3 separate regions of the Zea mays genome follow, and regions 1 and 3 are each linked to region 2. A link is a contact called in public Hi-C data. All regions are on one chromosome and are shown on one strand. Each heading gives the region's core, a stretch centred on a gene start, on an enhancer-like site or on the middle of the called end of the contact. The rest is flanking DNA. Distances are from core to core; before and after follow the strand shown. Region 1 has its middle 62 kb from the start of LOC100272522. Region 2 holds the start of LOC103647016 (transcription factor GTE8). Region 3 overlaps LOC100381729.

Region 1 (3,273 bases), core at 725-3,224, 300 kb before region 2:
TGAGTTAGCAGAAGATTTTGAAAATCTCAACCTGGGAATAGTTGCTCACACAAAAGGAGTTACCATAGAGGTAGAACCAACCTTGGAACCAGAAATACACAAAGGTCAGGTTGGTGATGCCAAGATTCAAGAGATCAAAGATCTTATGGCAGAAGGCAGAGGTTTGGACTTCATAGAGGATGATCAAGGCACAATCTGGTTCAAGAACAGGATATGTGTTCCTGAGATTGACAATCTCCGCGAAAACATATTGAAGGAAGCTCATGACTCAACCTATTCCATCTATCCTGGTAGTACCAAGATGTAGCAGGATCTGAAGCAGAAGTACTAGTGGAATGATCTAAAGAGAGATGTAGCTTCACATGTAGCGTATGTGATGTTTGCTAGAGGGTGAAAGCTGAACATCAGAGACTTGTTAGTTTGCTGCACCCACTTAAGATTCATGAATGGAAGTGGGAAGAAACTGGTATGGACTTCATTGTAGGTCTACCCCGCACATCTACTGGGTATGACTCTATTTGGGTGATTATGTACAGACTAACTAAGGTGGCCCAATTTATCCCAGTGAAGACCACATATTCGGGTGCCAGACTAGCAGAGTTGTACATGGCACGAATAGTTTGTCTACATGGAGTGCCTAAGAAGATCGTGTTAGACCGAGGATCCCAGTCACTTCTCGGTTTTGGCAGAAGTTGCATGAGTTCTTGGATAGGAAACTGAATTTCAGCTCGACCAACCATCCTCAAACTGATGGGCAAACCGAGAGAACCAACCAAGTACTAGAAGATATGTTAAGAGCTTGTGCTCTTAAACATGGTGGCAGTTGGGATAAGAGTTTACCCTATGCGGAGTTCTCTTACAATAACAGTTACCAGGCCAGTTTGAAGATGTCCCTTATTGAGGCTTTATATGGCAGGAAGTGCAGAACACCTCTGTATTGGGATCAAACTGGTGAAAGGTAGTTCTTTGGGCCAGAAATTGTACAAGAGGCAGAACAACAAGTACGATTGATACAGGAGAACTTGAGAATTGCCCATTCTAGGCAGAAAAGCTATGCAGATACCCGGAGAAGGCAGTTAGAGTTTAAGGAGGGTGATCATATGTATCTGAAGGTGTCACCGATCCGAGGTATGAGGAGGTTTAAAGTTAAAGGGAAGTTGTCCCCTCGCTTTATTGGACCCTTCATGATCCTAAAGCGAGTAAGGGAAGTTGCCTACCAACTAGAACTACCCGACCATCTAGCAGATGTGCATGATGTCTTTCACGTATCCCAGTTGAAGAATTGCCTCAGGGTACCAGAAGAGCAACTGCCTATGGAAGAGCTTAGTGTTCAAGATGATCTGACTTATACTGAGTACCCTATCAAAATCCTTGATACTTTGACTCCCGTTACGAGGAGTAAATGATCAAAATGTGCAAAGTGCAATGGAGTCATCACAGTGAAGATGAAGCCACTTGGGAGAGAGAAGAAGAATTAAGAGTAGAATTTCCCCACCTTTTTCCTAGTTCGTCTTAATCTCGAGGTCGAGATTCCTTTTAAGGGGTAGGATTTGTAAAGCCCAAATTATGTAAGAGAAAAATGATAAAGTAAATAAATAAATCTATGCATATGTTGGCATTTTGGATTTAGGAACCTTTAGAGATTATTTAGTTTTCTTTTCTTTGTACATATTCAATTCATGGAATTATGCTGGTCAAATAACAAATAAATAAATACAGAAATATGCATCTCATGCCGAAGTTCTTGTAATGTTGCATTTGTACTTTAAATTATGATACAATTTTAAGTTTGAAAATCTGAATTTGACAACTGAAATTATAAAAGAAAAGAAAACAGAAAAGAAAAAGAAAAGAAAAAAAATAAAAACAAACAAACCGCGCTGTGCTCAAACTTGTCCCTCGGCCCATTCGCACTCTCCGTTGCTCGGCCCAACTCGGCGTCACACCGCGCCGACAGGCAGGCCCATCCTATCTGCTTGATTCACGTGTTCACTGGTCGTGCTGACCGGCTGACTCCCTAGGCCCACGTGACCGGCGCCTCCTTCGTCAACCGCCCGGCGAACCCCGTTAGAACCAGTGGTGGCCGTTGCAGCTGCCACCAGCTCCGCAGTCGCCGATGCCCGGACATAAAAACCTCGTGCCATGGAGGTATCTTTCCCCTTCTTCACCCTTCCGCCCTATAGCCAGCTACCGTCAGTAAGGACGAAATCTGGGAGGAACCAAATTGGATTGCCGCTGTTGCCTCTGCGATTCGCCCAAGTCTTCGCCACTCGGGCTTTGGCTGGGTTTGTGGTGGTTTCCCTTGGGGCCAAGGATCGTATTGGTGTGGGTGGTCACGCGTGTAATTGGCCGGCGACTACCCAATTCCTCGTTGGAGCATGGCAGGTACACAACTCCACCGCGGGTGTCCTGCGCCAATCCTACCTCCGCTCGCGGTGAGACCCCTCTTCCTTACCCTCGCCTTATCCCTCTCCTTGGTTAATATCGTGCCGGTGCTAATGGCGTGCTAGTCGGGCACAAATTTGGTCTCAAGGGTCAGGTTTTCGTTCTAGCGCCGTCAGTATCGTGGGCAGGCGTGTTAGACCGTGTTGTGGTCGGTGCAACCGTTCCGAGTGAGTTCGCCCTAGTCCTAGCTGCGTGTAGCACTGACCCCCTTCAAATATGGTGTAACCGAGCGTCTGCGTGGATTTTGCCGGCCATGGCGCCGCCGTGGGAGGGCGGGCGCCGCCGCGTCCGGTCGTCTTGCGCGCGCGATTGGTGGTGGTCGTCGATCTGGACATGAACGGTCATGATTATCGTGCTGGTAACGCTTGGGTCGGTGTAGCTATTGGCCGTTGATCTCAATCGAATGGACTACAACCGATCTAGGGTAGATAAACTCCCCACCGTTGATCTTCGATCCAACGTCTAGTATCGCGTACCAGTTCATGGGTGCGCTGGTCTAATCGGGAGGGTAAGTTTGCGATCGGAGGGTCCTGGTTGAAGCATACCTCTTCAGCCTAGAAAGTTTGCAAAAGAACCCCTCATGTTTTAATAAATAAACCCGTCGTCCCCGCGTGTTCTAAGTTTATTACCATTCAGCCCAAATATTTATGGTCTGGCCGCTGAAGGTTTCAGAATTTGCAGCCATAGTCTAACTTGAGCTCTGATTCAATAGATTAAGCCAGAAAATGATTTTTAAGTATTAAAATAATTTTAGAATCTTAATTAATTTATAAGTAATTCATTCTAGCTCCTTTTTAATCCATTCCAACTACATTAATTTTGTATTAA
Region 2 (2,927 bases), core at 213-2,712:
GATCTGATTCTCCCAAACAGTAACGGTATCATCCCTAACTGTTAAAATAATAATATTCCCATTTCCGCTATTTAACATTGCACGTTGCCATAATGGTATTGCATGTCTCCATTTCCACTCATCATCAAAACCAGCTAATGTTTCATTTGGGCCTACCCCACAATAATGGTCGATTGGTCGCCTTGCAGGAAACAGAAACAACTATGAACCAGACCGAAGCCATCAAGAAGTAACCATCGAAGCAGTGTTGTAACACAAGCGAACATACCTCTGATAAAAGCCTAAAGCGCTACCTAGGAACCACAGGATAAGGCACGAAACAAGCCATTAAGCGGCTGATTGGATGCCTGGGCGAGCACAGGCAGGCTTGCGCAGTCCTGTCCCGTGGGATACGGCTAATTTCTGCGTATGTGTGGATACAAGCAAATAAGGCTAGGCTGCATCAGTGCATGCGCGCCCAGCCTCCTATATGTACTGGACTCAATGCAACCAAACACGTGACCCTAGTCAATGCATGCAAGGAGTCTAGCTCTCCTGATGCAGCCAAAGCCAACCAAACACGCGGTAAGCAAACCCTAGAATCCCAAACTAGCCCTAAGGACAAACAACGATTCTAGGGAGGTCGAGGTCCCATAAAGGTTGATTTGAAATTCGGTACGGTGAGGAATTAGGTCCGGCCGTTTCGTGTTGGCAAGGAAACGAGACCAATTTCCCAGCAGATCCGAAATGAATGGGTCCATTTCCGTGATGGCGCAAACGAACCATAAACTATCTCGAAGAGTCCGGAACAAGGCACGCCAATTCACTAATCATTCCACGCGAATCGATGCGAAGAACACATTCTCCACACGCTCGGAAATCGGAAACCCTAGCTAGTACGAGGACGTGATACAAATAAAAGCCTAGGCCGCAGGCACGCAGGAAAGAGAAGCGAAGAAGAGGAGCACACCAACCTGTGGGGAGACTCTTAACGCTCTTCGGCGCGGACGACAGCGGGTGCGCCGGACCTGGCTCCCTCTCCTCCCCTCTGCCTCGCGGTGAGGGCGGATCCGGGTGGACGCGCCTCCCCACGGCGCGGAGGGAGCCGGGAAGGGAGGGGGCGCGTGCTCCCTGGCGACGCCGCGCGGCTCCCTCTTCTTCGCCGGCGAGAGCCGACGGTGGTAGGGGATTAGGGTTGCGGGAACGGGCACCGGGACACGGGCTCGGGCTCGGCCTTTCGGCGGCAGGAGTCGATACGACGCGGCCAGCTCCTCTTTGTCTCCGCTGGACCCAGATTCGGACTCGGGAACGAGGGAGAAGAAAGGTGGTGCCGTGGTCGTGTCCACTCGCCAAGAAGTTGCACCTTTGGTCAGTTTGGTTGAGTTGTGGTCCTGAAAAAATTTGTTGTGAACTGTAATATGTGGAATATGTGTTGTGAGCTGTTAAAAACTAAAAACTGTTTGGTGTAAACTACTAAAAGCCGTTAAAAGTTCTTGGATATATGTTTTCATAGTTCCATATGAAAGCCACTAAAAGTAGGTCTAAGGGTGCTTTCAGTTTTATACTGCGAAAAAGTCGGCTTTAAAAAAAAACTGCTTTCTGGATCCATTCCTTTGATTTGGCTTTTTTTTATGTATCAAAAGTCAAAGGCAAAAGTCAAACCAAACACATCCTTAATCTAGTTGTGGTTGAGGATTTTACAGTATTTTCTCTCTATATATTGTTGTTGTAGCAGTCTAAACAGTTGCGACTCTTGTGGCTGCAAGGCAGCGGTGGAGAACGTAGGGGGCTTTGTGATGTAGCACAGCCCATGCAGGCTCATAATGGGCTCCTGCACGACTTATATGGGGTATTTGGTTTGAGAAATCATTCCATCCAAAATAAGTTATGTATCATGGGTTCATTCCTTAAATTTGGTGGGATGATCACATTCCTCGTATTAGTGCTAATTAATTAATTTTGAGGAATAAGGTCTTAAATTTGGTGGGATGATCGCATTCCTCATATTAGTGCTAACTAAATAATTTTGAGGAATGAGGTGGTGATGGATTAACTCATTTCATTCCACAAATCAAACAAAAAAACGAAAAGTGAGAAGATGATGGACTAACTCATTCATCAAACCAAACACCCTAATAGTTTTTCGAACGGTCACGAGAACATAAGACGTCTTTATAGACGCTCTATCTATACTATGCAAAAAATCATCAATTTATAGAAGTTCACGGGTTATACAAACTTTTGATCCAACATTATGATTCATAGTAATAACATCGGCCTTGTTTAAAATAAACATTACACTGGAAACCAAAAGTGTTTTGTCACCGGCTCACAACTGTATAACAGGAGTGCCAATGAGGCATATGTCAACTAACAAGACAAGGTAATATGATTAATAGTTATTATTTGAGGTTGTCAAAAGGTCAGGGTGAGAAGTACACATCATGTGCCAATGTTGCTACATATTGAAAGGAACATAATTTAACTTACAAATCATGTGCCAATGTTGCTTCTCCCTATCCTCGTCAAGTTCATTTTTGTTTTGTATATTCACAATTAGTATATATATATACTAGGTATGTGCACGTGCGTTGCGACATGATTAACAAAAATTAGTATGAATCATACTTGCAGAGTAAAAAATTACACATAGCAACAAAAATCCTGAAAGGGAATTAGGCTTACACCTAGTTCCTAAATAAATTTTGGTGGTTGAATTGCCCAACACAAATAATTGGACTAACTAGTTTGCTCTAGTGTATAAGTTATACAGGTGTCAAAGGTTCACACTTAGCCAATAAAAAGACCAAGAATTGGGTTCAACAAAAGAGCAAAGGGATACCGAAGTGTGCCCTGGTTTGGCGCACCGGACATGTCCGGTGCACCAGGGGACTTCACGCTGAACTCCTCACCTTCGGGAAAATCCAGAGGCGACTCCGCTATAATTC
Region 3 (2,847 bases), core at 290-2,789, 330 kb after region 2:
TTCCAAGCCTCTTTGTGCTTAGCTCTCAATGTTGATGTTCTCTTCACTGCCCTTTCAAGCCAAGGTACCCTTGCCTCATAGTATGATGAACCACGATATCTAGGACCGTACTGACCAATAGACTCCATCATAATCTACCAGCTTCTTGAGTTGACGACATTCAATGGAATCTTGTTCTCATATAGAAAATCAGCTACATGGTCGTCAATAATTTGCTTTGCTTATGTTTCTTTCTTTGTGTAATGCTCAAGAGTGGCTTGAGAAGTTTTGTTTTTATGTCTCTCTGCTACAACTTCCTCTAGAATCTTGCAAAGCATGGAACTCACTAATTTTCTGCCTTCTGTGTATTTGGTTTTATAGGAGCTGATACAACAAATGAAGACATGGAAGTTTAGACAATTTGCTTTTTGCTTTCTTGGTTTTTGTCCTAGAACTTGGTAGGGGACCTACATCAATCTGCTCCCCTTCCTCTTCTCCTTCATCACCATCAGCAGTAATCACAACCCTCATGTTCCTTCTCAGATAGGTGTGCATCTCCTTTGAAACCACTTCTGGTACTCTAGCACACTTCATGGTGTCACCAAACCCACCGGCAAGATGCTGCTTAAACCTCTTGATTCTAGATGGCACAATCTTCTTATAAAAAACACACTGAACAAAATCCTTCTTTTGTCTCTGGCCACCACCCAAACTGCCATCCTTGGTCTTGTGACCTTGCCTTTCTCTTAGGGTCATTTTCTTGTGCACTAAGCTCAGGAGGGAGTGCTGCAATTGCCTTTTCAACAAGAGTTTTACAATCTGCAGCAGATGATAAAGCAGACACAGGACCAGTGCTATCAGCATTTGAGGCCACTAGAGGAACAGAAGCACTTCCACTTGCACTACCGACCACATTTACTCAGGGAATAAGACCTCAACATTATTAGCATGTCCATAGCCACCATTAAACTCTAAACAAACAACACAAACACAGACAGAGATGCAGTTACTATTGGCAGAAGGAGGGGAGATGAACTCAGGGTGACTGTTCACTGCTGTTGGGGAGCAGGTGCACCTTCAGGTGCTACTAGTGGTAATAGAGGAGAGTGAGAGTAGGGGGAGCAGGTGCTACCTTCAGATGACGAGCTCATCTTGACTCGGTGACAGACACCGGAGAATATGACTGGAGCTAGATGGCGACAAAGAGGAGTAGGGTTTACTACTGAACAAAGGTTGACGGCTGGGAGGTTTTGTGTTAGGCAAGATAGGGTTTCGGCTGACCAGGGGCAACATATATGTTGCTACTGTAGATGGTTAGTATAAACGTGTGACACCAAGGAGTGACCCGGGCCCTTACGATCGGATGACTAATAATCGCGTCGTCTTCCTAATCGCCATCTACCAGGCGGCCAGTCCGACTAATCGCGATTAATCATGATTAGTCGGACGACTTGTAAACACTGGTGCCTACAATGCGTGCCAGACTGCCAGCCCAAGCACGACACGCGTAGTATGCCAGGCTGGCATGGGCACGACGACCTGTGTGCCGTGCCGGCCTGGGCCGTGCTCAGGCGTGTCGGGCTGCACGACGGGTCTGCTCAGTTTAGACATGTATAAACATTGTACATATAGAGGATCCAATTCTAGAGATATTGCTAGAGATAAAGAAGGGATAAAAGACGAAATCTTTTAGAGAATAATATATTCTTTTATGGGTAACATTGTATATATAGAGGATTGAATTTAGGAAACGTTGCTGAAGATATTGCTAGAGATGAAGATATATAAAATACGGAATCTTTTAGGAAATATTATAAAAGATAAAGAATATTTTTTTATACGACGAAATTTAGAATAGAGGAGCACATCTTCACGGACACAAGAGCAACTAGAGCCTAGCCAAACACGTCCTAACCAGAGTGATCGTTACATCATTACAATTCCACATTTCTTATTTATAAATCGTGGCATTTTGGGGAGAATTCTTCAATTACAGAATGCATTTTCATAAAACTGGGAAGGCAACAATGACATTTGGATTCTCTTGTACAATCGATCTTCACACCGAAGCTTAAAAACGCCCTAACAGTAGTATGTTACAAAACAGGTTTTTTCGTGCACAAGTATTTGAGAATACAATGAACAAATCGGCGACGGTATACAGTGAGTGAAACCAGCAGTATAGACACGCAAAGAATGGGAGACGAAGGAAAAATACAAAATTATACATGCGCGTAAGATCCACACGGTCCAAATCGACCTCACTGCGCTTTCATGGCTCTCTCTTTGCATAGCTGGTGCCACTCCTGAAGCACGGCAGCCTGGAGAGCGCGGTGCTCAGCCTCCTCCGCGGTGAGCTTGGAGAGCGTCGAGGGGCCCTTGGGGTTTCCAAACCCATCTAGTTCCTCGCTCTGCTTTCGCTCCTCTTCCTCCTCTTGATCGGTCTTTGCGGGTGGGACCTTTGGCCTGGCTGCCTTGAGCAGGGCAATCCTCTCCATGGAGATCTTCAGCTGCTCGGCGGCCACACTCTTCACCTCATCCTCAGGCATGTATTCCACAGCGCCGTCGGTGATATCATCCAGCCAGCCCTGGAGGTCGGATTTGATCTCTCTCGTGATGGATTCATCGGATGCGCGCATGACGAATTTGCAGATCATTGTGGTGGTCTCATCACCCAAATCAACATTCCGGCTGACTTCACTTGCCCCAAATATCATCATGCCCACAAATCCACCAAACCATGTCTTTGCTGCATAACATAACTGTAGGAGATGTAAGTTATAGTCATCACTCAAAATGTTTACTAGTTATGAATACGAAATAAATACTGCACCATTTAGTATACAGCGTACCAAAGATTACCTGGAA

The links. Hi-C and Micro-C count contacts between places; a contact is called where the count stands out from the background.
Region 1: a contact with region 2 is called in a Hi-C map of bundle sheath, with 2.4 times the contacts expected there. The contact joins the enhancer-like site here to the promoter of LOC103647016 in region 2. A contact is called at or near these places in 6 of 25 Hi-C or Micro-C datasets (bundle sheath, ear, endosperm and 3 more).
Region 3: a contact with region 2 is called in a Hi-C map of tassel, with 3 times the contacts expected there. The contact joins the enhancer-like site here to the promoter of LOC103647016 in region 2. A contact is called at or near these places in 5 of 25 Hi-C or Micro-C datasets (endosperm, leaf and tassel).

Annotation. Positions count from the first base shown.
Region 1 is chr2:139,626,967-139,630,239 of Zm-B73-REFERENCE-NAM-5.0, reverse strand. No RefSeq gene overlaps it. Among protein-coding and RNA genes, the nearest start is that of LOC100272522, 62 kb to the left of the region's middle. Within about 2 kb of position 1,974, at least 20 of the 20 cell types and tissues checked have an H3K27ac peak or open chromatin away from gene starts, as enhancers often do. A contact at or near this core is called in bundle sheath, ear, endosperm and 2 more, where this site is marked.
Region 2 is chr2:139,324,260-139,327,186 of Zm-B73-REFERENCE-NAM-5.0, reverse strand. It overlaps LOC103647016 (transcription factor GTE8), which reads right to left and starts at 1,462. Exons shown (of 10, transcript XM_008671591.3): 1 at 954-1,462.
Region 3 is chr2:138,989,428-138,992,274 of Zm-B73-REFERENCE-NAM-5.0, reverse strand. LOC100381729 reads right to left here. Exons shown (of 7, transcript NM_001349030.1): 6 at 2,842-2,847; 7 at 1,972-2,741. The coding sequence ends at 2,241. Among protein-coding and RNA genes, the nearest start is that of LOC118476363, 24 kb to the right of the region's middle. Within about 2 kb of position 1,539, at least 4 of the 20 cell types and tissues checked have an H3K27ac peak or open chromatin away from gene starts, as enhancers often do. A contact at or near this core is called in tassel, where this site is marked.